2 separate regions of the Lactuca sativa genome follow, and region 1 is linked to region 2. A link is a contact called in public Hi-C data. All regions are on one chromosome and are shown on one strand. Each heading gives the region's core, a stretch centred on a gene start, on an enhancer-like site or on the middle of the called end of the contact. The rest is flanking DNA. Distances are from core to core; before and after follow the strand shown. Region 1 holds the start of LOC111916888 (basic leucine zipper 34). Region 2 holds the start of LOC111916889 (homogentisate 1,2-dioxygenase).

Region 1 (4,661 bases), core at 227-2,726, 140 kb before region 2:
TAAGTACCAAAATTGAGATTTTGGTGTAACTTTTGTCTGAAGTTTTCGTAAGATTGTAATCGACAAATCATTGATTTTCGTTAACTAATTTGAAAAATTACCATCTTTGAAGATCTTGTCTTGAGCCAAAGCAGCAATTCGTTGTTTAAGCGAGCTGTTATCAACGTTTAGAATCAACCTTTGATGATCTAGAAATGCGACACGTGGTGACAATGTTGATACTTCCGTCTTCATATATGAACATATAGGAAAATGTATTTAATTTGCAAATTGCAATGATTCATGCAATAAATGATCTAGATTATGATTAAGAACTTAAGATGATTACCTGTAGAGTTGTTACACTGCGTTCGAGTTCAGAAATGTAATGCAACTTCCTGACTCTTGATCTCTGGGCAGATTGACGATTTGCTAATATCCTGATGGTTAATTTTAATTAATAACGTAATTAGCATCATGAGATCGTTAATCACACTGAATGATTGATGATGATTGTCTGATGTTTATTGAATGCAACTCGATTAGCTTGTTGTTCAAGCAAGATGTATATGAGTAGAATTGAGATATTTATGATAAGGTACGACAGAGGAGTTGTACTTTATGGAATGTAAATTGTACCTTTTAACCCTTTTTGGATCAACGATGGTGCCGCCGTCGCTGGAGAAAGTAAACGGAAGCTTACCGGAATCTGAGTCGTGTTCGTATCCGCCACCGTCTTCTACCTCTCCCGGCTCACTCTTCAGTTGCGACGGCGGTTGTTCCTGAGGCGGCGATGGTCTACGTTCGTCATTGTCGCTATTTTGTTCCGATGGCGAAGACGATGACCTCGTCGAGTGAAGATTCGCGGCGACGTCGTCGGAAAACATGGAGCTAAGCTGCTCATCATCCAAACGCTCAAATCCGTTATTATTTGAGCAAGGTATCATCGAGGGATCATTGCTATTAGAGTTACGACATTCGTTAATAAACGGAGTTTCAACGAATGCAATCGGATCGCTGGCGGATCTCCGGTGAGCGTTCCTCCTAGCTGAAGAAAAATCAAGGAAATCGTCCATCCAGCTCGGCGGTTGCGAGGCTGACATCGGCATCATCGGCTGCATCGTCTGATAGGAAAATGACGGCCACTTCTGCGCCATTGTTGGCGCTTTTGGCGGCAATTGCGCCATGCAAAATCAAATTCCACCTTCAAAAACACTTCAAATCAACAGATTCCAAAACTAAAAGCTCAAAAAAAAAACCTTGAAAAACGATCTATATGTTGGAATACATATATCATCAACAAGTAATGATTGATCGATTGAGATTTCGGGGTGAATGTAAATAGGGGATTGTAATATTGTATTGTTGGAGGGAAGAAGGAAGAAGGAAGAAGTAAGAAGTAAGAAGGAGGTGAGTCACATGGATGAAAGGATTATGACAGCTAGCAACAGCTAAGTGGGTGTGTGTGTGAGAGAGAAAAGAGTTCCCAACGGTTTCACTTGGGAAAATCCGCGGTAGTTTAATGGGAAAACTAACTGGCGGAATCTCAACACCACGTGCTGATGTGACACATATCTCTTTCACCATTTACAATAGTTTAATATAGTTAAATACCTATTAATATCTATAAAGCTCTTAATTATCCTATTAATTCACATTTAATTATGTTTGTGTTCTTTGCGTTAAAGAAACGTAAATGAAGTCACAAATTGGATTATAGGAAACAATACGAACCTTTAGTTGGGAATATTTTGAGTCACTTTTAGGTCGAATGGAATTTGGTCAAAAAGATGCCTGGGTGTAGGATGGTAATTTACAGGACGAATCAGAAAAATAAAAAGATATTATGAGTTTTTTTATTTTTAAATAAATATGTATAATTTAAAATAAAAATATTCTATCTTAAAAAAAAATTAGGTTTTATGTAGCTGTTTACCTTGTCTCCCTCAACACCCCATGCATGAATGTCAAGTGTCGGCTATAATTTTGTGCAACTACACAAGTCTCTTAGGCTTTGGTGAATGCCTTCGACCGGACCTCAATATTTGCTGAGACACGTCAATAATCACCACCCCTTAATATCGACATGTCAAGCTCTAAGAATGTTGCATGTTCGGATGAGAATGGAGAGGTCAAAGGTGTGTAACAACCTAAATTTAAGGTGGTAAAACAAAAAATCAAGAATCGTGCTCTTCGCGTAGAAGACGAGGAGATCTCGACCTTTTATAAGATTTAGTTGATAATCACGCACACTTGAGAGGTTGCATCGATCTTAAAATTTGCGCTTTGCATTGGCTCGAAATCGAAGAAGATGTGTAGGATGTGATCCCCCAATTGAAACAATTACTCAAGATTATCGATTACGATTACCGAATCGTTCAAGTATTATATGAAGTATTATTCATATGATAATTTGTTTTTGAAAAAGTTAATTTAATTTTTAATTGTCTATTTATAAACTGTGCATTCATTTGAAGATGTGGTTATTGATATGCAAAATTAGAACTAACAGATAACATTAAGAAAAAAATATTCAGGAGGCATACTAATACAAAATCATTTTCAAAAGTTAATTATTTTTTACTATTACGCTTGTTACTTTGTAGCAAAATAACAATTCTTTTGTTTATTTATCCATAAAAATTTAACATTTTCATACATCAAATTGGCATATTTTAATAACCAAGTGGTATTGTAAAGTAAGGAGAAAAGAACAATTAAGTGGGGTAAAGACAACTCCCATCAAGTGAAATCGAGTTTCCTTTAGATCCCGACCCTAAGGCAACCTCATGCTGCAATAGCCTTTACTGGATTACTGGTTACCGAAGAAATACTTATGGTTGAAAACATAGATCCTTGGTTATCACAACAATTCCATTAATCTATTGTTGAATTGATTATATTATTTAGTGCTCAACATTAGTTCTTTTATATAAAATCCTAAAATTTAAAATTAGGTTTTTAAATTAATAAAGTAAATAAATGCAATATGATTTAAATAGTTTAATCATAAAAGAATAATCATGTCAATATTTGATATGAAGTTTAGAAAGTTAGAAGTAAAAATAACAACATTTTAAAAGTTAAAGGGTCAAAAATGTCAATTTGGCAAAGTGGGTTGACCAAAGAGTTGACTCAATTAATCGAAGGGACTAAAAAAGTTATAAAATGGATGAAGAATGAATTATTATATCAAAACTTAACTTAAAAGCATAAATGTTGACGTTTGGTGGGTTTTAGCCAAAACTTGAAGGACCAAATATGACAAATCCGAAAATAAGAAATTCATCCGCTTCGTTTCAGTCAAATGAGAAGTATAGGAGGAAAAGAGGAGGTTTCAGTCAAATGAGAAGTATAGGAGGAAAAGAGGAGATTATATGTTGATTCAAGCTCAATAGAAACCCTAGGGGTCGATCTCAAACCTTCTTGCTTCATTTGGTGCAAGTTATGAAGAAATCAAGTGGTTCAAGGAATATTGTAACGTCTGATTCCTGGTACACATTTAATTATAATTTATTCATTTTTATAGAGCAACTCGACGAGTTTGTAGCCCAAAACTTGTCGAGTAGAGACAAGAAAGGGACACGAGTTTTAAGCAATCTACTCGACGAGTTGAGAGCCCTCAACTCGGCGAGTAGATCTGCCAGAGTGAAACCCTACTTTCGGGGTTTTGCACCTTATTTAAGCACTAAATCCCCACTTTATGGTCTCATTTCCAGCCTCCAAGTCCCAAACCCGAATCTACGAAACCCTAGAGCTTTGTGTGAGTTTGTGAGCCATTTTTAGTGAACTTTGTGTGATTTGAATCTTGTAGAAGAAGAAGAAGCTAGAGGATTCCATGAGAAGATTCTAGATCCAGAAACAACATCTCATCCTCTTCATTTTCTGGTAATTAAGCCTCTAACTTGTCTAGTAGTTTCTTAGATCTTCTTATTTTCACTTTATTGGGTTTTTGGGTCCAAGAAGCTTGACCCTTGGGATATGGACGTCCCAAGCAAGGATCCCTTCAGATTTGGAACCATTAAGGGTTGTTATGGCATAAAGGTGCAAACTTTATGCCATTGGAGCCCCCCATGCAAGCTCTAAGGTGTTATTTTGGCAGTTTAAGCCCCAAAAGGCCATGCATGGAAGGAAAGTTAGGAGCTTTACGTGTTCAAATGATGTCTAAGGCCTAGATCTATGTAATCATGCTTTAGTTTGGAGTATTATGACTTTTGGACCAAGATCTATGTCCTAAAGAACTAGGGTTTTAGCTAAACCCATTAAGAAGGACTATTAGTGGGTAAAGTTGGAAACTTTACCCTTAAAATGGCATATCCAGTATGTAAATGAAGTATGGAGCTTAGATTTGGAGAGTAGGGGCTTAATCCTTTGAGATGGCCCAAACAGACTGAGGAACTCCGCGAGTCCAGAGAAGGACTCAACGAGTTGTTGTGAGTTGTCCCGATTCTGATTATGGTAGAACTCGACGAGTCTAAGGGTGACTCGACGAGTTAATTCGCCAAATCGCGACTATGAATAGCCAGGGAACTCGACGAGTCAGGAGGATAACTTGACGAGTTGGATAGCGATTTCAGGTTTTTGGATTTATAGACTCAACGAGTTGATAAGTCAACTCAGCGAGTTGAGTTAACTCAGAATGTTGACTTTGACCAGAATGTTGACTTTGACCATAGGTAAAA
Region 2 (4,650 bases), core at 1,169-3,668:
AGTTGGTGCGGTCAACACTGCATTAAAATTTACAAAATGAATCCTTTATTATATCATTATCAAAATACATTGCTATTTCTTACACTTAACCCATATCATAAAACATATAAATCAATCTTGTAAATGAACAAAAATTATCTCATTTACTAAAAGAAAATCACACTCACCCGTGTTTATTGATGGATCACCATGGTCAACCAAAACCGTATTATACGGGCAAAACTTGCTTAGATCATACTGCAAACAAAATACATGTAAATCTTTATATATATACTTAGATATAGAGTAAATTACAAGTTTGGTCCCTGAGTATTGTTGAATTTTGCAATTATCATCTCTCTTGAGGTTCTTGCGACATTTTTGGTTCATATTCCAAGTATAATGACTATGGTCCTTGGATATAGGCTATATAAAAATCAATTTACTTGATACAGGGACTAAAAGCGTTATAAAAACTTCAAATAAGGAGCAAAATTGTACGAGAAAACTCATTGGGACCAAAATGGAGAAAAGAAGCTATACTCGGGGACCAAAAATGTAATTTACTCATGATTGTAAATCAAACATACATAAGAAACTATAATGAAAAAAATGTGTACCTTATAAGGGACATAATTGCCATGCCAAGCAACAACATTGAATGGTGAAAAATCTTGTCTAGCAGTAAAAAGTTCACCACCAAATTTCTGTATAATTGTATAACCTGGACGAGATTCCTGTTCAAATGAAGCTGTGGGGACAAGAAAATCCTTTGGGGAAGCAAGCCCATTTGCACCTAAAAGCAACACCAAGTTAAAAAAGACAAAAATACCCTTATAGAGATACAAGGGATAGTTCATAGTAGTAGGTTAATTACCTATTGGCCCAAGATCAGGGAGTTGGAAATGAGTACCAAAAACTTCAGCAACATAACCACGCGAAGGGCCATCTGGTAAATCAATAGCAAACCGGAATCCTTGAGGGAGGATTACAATTTCACCAGGTGAAACTTGTAGTTTTCCACATTCTGTAGTGACCCACAACCCTAAAAATAAAAATGTTTTATTATAATTTATAAATTTATAATCACAAGTTCCATAATCATGAAGGGTAAAAAGATGCGTTGAAAATGTGGACACTTACTTCCAGTTTGAGGAACTATCAAGAAGTCGCCATCTGCATTGCAGAAAGCAGAGTTTTCCATAGATATGTTTGCAGTGTACCTACATGATCATGAAGACAACACTTAATGCAGTAAACGAATGCCAGATTGTATAAGGTACAACATTTGAAGCATATGTTACATGTGAATGGCGAAACCATGTCTAAGGAATGAACTACCAGCTCCACATACAGAATAGAGCCCATCAACAAAGTCTGTTGGTTCATCAGGAATATCAACAGGTTTCCATCGAATTTGTGTGGGGTTAATTGCACTGTTGACCTGGCTGAATTCACTTAGTAGCTTCTCATGTTTGGGAGCTCTTGGTTTAAATGGTTCGTGTGTGACTGAAGGTTTGATCCGATATAGCCAACTGTTGAAACAGAAATAGCATGAACATGTGAAAAAATTGGATGTTGCGAAAATCATAAACCAAATCTTATATGAATCAAAATACTGTGAGATGTAACAATTAGGCGCCAGTATTCATGTATTTTGAGTTTAGTATTCAGCAATTAGTATGTATATGATTATATGAATCCGATGCAAATTGGAAGTTGGTTGAATTTGTAGAAGGCATGCTCTTACAGAACTTAAATCGAAACTAAATTTAAACGAATAACGGTCGATTAGATTGATCAAGCATAATGAACCAATGATCTACGATTATCAGACTAGTGAACCAAGTTATTTTAACAATTTACATCTTACACGACTCTTCAGATATACTTCCCGACCAAAAAACTAAGTCACAGAACAAAGAGTTGTTCACTCGAATTTGCATAAGCAATACCTAGAATCGCAAAAGATCGAATAGGAACTTCATGTACAACGATTAACTAAAATCGGTATGGATAATTGTGAATATTAACTTCAAAAAACAGGAAAACACTAGAAGAAGCAGAAGCGTGATTTAATGGAACTCTTCCATACTAGAAAAGTTGTTTAAACAAAAATATAAAATGATGCGTATAAAGTGAGTAAGTACTGGACCTTCGTTGATTGAGCTTGCGAGGAGCGGTGAAAGAGGTGCCGGAGATCTGTTCGGCGTAGAGACCAAGGGGGCAAACCAGTGGACTGTTTTGACCTTGAGGGAGAGCTCCGGCTATCGCCTCCGATGAGAAGTGGTTTCCGAAGCCGGACTGGTAGTCGGAATCTGCAGAAGGGAAGTCGGAAGATTTGGGAGCCATCGAGAACAGGAATCAGAAGAAATGAGGGAAAAATAAGATTCAGTTCATTATAAACGAACTAAAGGTGTCACGTTGGGAGGGAGATGCAGATATATACTGACGTGTAGTCGATAGTCTTCGCCGTCAATAAATGTTATAACGAGTAGAAACGGCTAATCACATCACATATCAAAATAAAAAGGAAATTAATTTTTTTTTTGAACGGCAAATGCATTAAAGACTCCAATTAAACCACGAGATAGAATTAAACTTCGATCTATTTTTAACCCAATTGAAAGCAAGAATTTGAATATCATCTGTCGTCTTGAGATGCGAACATCTCTTCTTCTTAAAAACAAAGTCATCGCGAGTTCTCCATATACACCACAACACCGAGTATATTAACATCAATCTGAGCTTCAGTCTCTTCTTATTAATGCCCGAGGAAATCAAAACAGTTTTTTTAAGCTCATCATAATTATTGGGAATGCTAGGCAGTAAGTCACTCCAATTACTAAACCAAGACCATATCTTTTTTGAGAACGAGCACTGTGAAAAAATATGCTCAACTGATTCCTCTATTTCCCTGCAGAAGTGACAAGTAACAGAATCCAACAAAATTCCTTTTTCCACAAGCTTGCAAGCCACCGGAATTCTATTGCAAAGCAGCCTCCAAAGGAAACAATTCACTTTAATTGGAACCCATTTCACCCCATGAAAATCTCACATATGATTATGGATATCCAAATTATTATCCATTAAATCTCTAAGAGATTTAACAGAGAAAATGTTGGAAATTAAGTAATCTCACCATTTTTTGTGGTTTCTTTTTTTTTAAATAATCATTTAGATTTTTTTTTTAAATGACCTTTTTGTTCGGAATGTATTCTTGATTTGAATTTTGAAATTGGTTAACAAGTAAAATGATTCAATTCGGTAACGTGGTCCTCCTATATATAACACTAGACGAATTCTCGCGCGTTGCGCGACAAAGATTAAAAATATATTGTTAAAATATTGAAAAATATATGTTTAAAATGATTATGTTATTGTCATTAACTTTAAGATAATATTTTTACACTAATTTATATATATATATATATATATATATATATATATATATATATATATATATATATATATATATATAATTTTTAATAATAATATTCATTGACATCAACTCACATTCCTCATTAATAGAATTAAATATAATTATCTATTTAGTATTATATTTAACAATTATTATTATTGATTAATTATATTTTTACTTATGCGATCATTTTCTAATTTCAATAATGATGTTCATTTAAAATACAATTTATTTATAGCTAAATGTAATTTATAATTTGATATTATTATCATTTAAAATTGTTATTCATTAATTTTAAACCACTTATTATTAATAATAAGTTAAAGAAGTCTTTTAAGAAACACTTAATATTATTATTAAAATGTGAAACATACACTAAATAATAAAGTATTAAGATAGACAATTTGCATTTCAAAAAAGTCTTGCATGGATAATATGACATATCTATGTAATTTGATTTTATTATTTATAATTATTGCTTATTAATTTTAAAATTACCTGTTATTATTAATAAGTGAAAGAAACTTTTAAAAAACACTTATTATTATAATTAAAATGTTAAACATATACTAAAAAGGTGATAAGATAGACAATTTGCATTTTAAAAAATGCTTACATGGATAATATGGATAATATGACATATCAATGATTTTTAATTAATTATTATTTTGAAGCAACATGAACATACAAACATATATACAATAGTTAATTAAATATTATATATATTACCTTTCATAACATATGATCGATAATATGAATCTAATCTAATTTACATTAAAATTTCAACCATAACATACAATGATATTTTGAAAAGAATACTTAAATCAAGAAAAATCAAAAAAGAATTAGTATATAACAAATTTATAAGTTAAAAACTTCAACATAATAACATGGCTCGAAAAATTGTTCAAAGCCCTCAAACCAATACAAAAAACTTTAAACTTGTTTTCTTTGTGAATTTTGTATGTGATTTGTATTTGTGTGTCTACTAAAAAAGATTGACATTTTTATAGTAGAGTATCCATCAATTATTTATTAAATATATTATATAAGTTATAAAACCTTTGAGTTGTTCATTATTATTAAGAGACTTTTGAGTGGTATTTATTAAAATAGGAGATTTCAAATGCATGAGGTGTTTGTAAATTTTTATGGGGGTTTCAAATGCATGAGGTTCAAGGAAAAATGCTAGCTTTATAAGTATGTATGATATCAGATCATGGGTTTGAAATTGGTGTTTTGGACTTCAT

What was found. A called contact is a pair of places that touch in the nucleus more often than the background predicts.
Region 1: a Hi-C map of leaf shows a contact between it and region 2, with 4 times the contacts expected there. The contact joins the promoter of LOC111916888 here to the promoter of LOC111916889 in region 2. A contact is called at or near these places in 2 of 4 Hi-C or Micro-C datasets (both in leaf).

The regions. Positions count from the first base shown.
Region 1 is chr9:179,199,940-179,204,600 of Lsat_Salinas_v11, reverse strand. LOC111916888 (basic leucine zipper 34) reads right to left here and starts at 1,476. Exons shown (of 4, transcript XM_023912543.3): 1 at 619-1,476; 2 at 329-419; 3 at 102-228. The coding sequence starts at 1,166.
Region 2 is chr9:179,059,652-179,064,301 of Lsat_Salinas_v11, reverse strand. LOC111916889 (homogentisate 1,2-dioxygenase) reads right to left here and starts at 2,418. Exons shown (of 9, transcript XM_023912544.3): 1 at 2,135-2,418; 2 at 1,284-1,514; 3 at 1,123-1,202; 4 at 857-1,024; 5 at 600-775; 6 at 168-237; 7 at 1-17. The coding sequence starts at 2,331.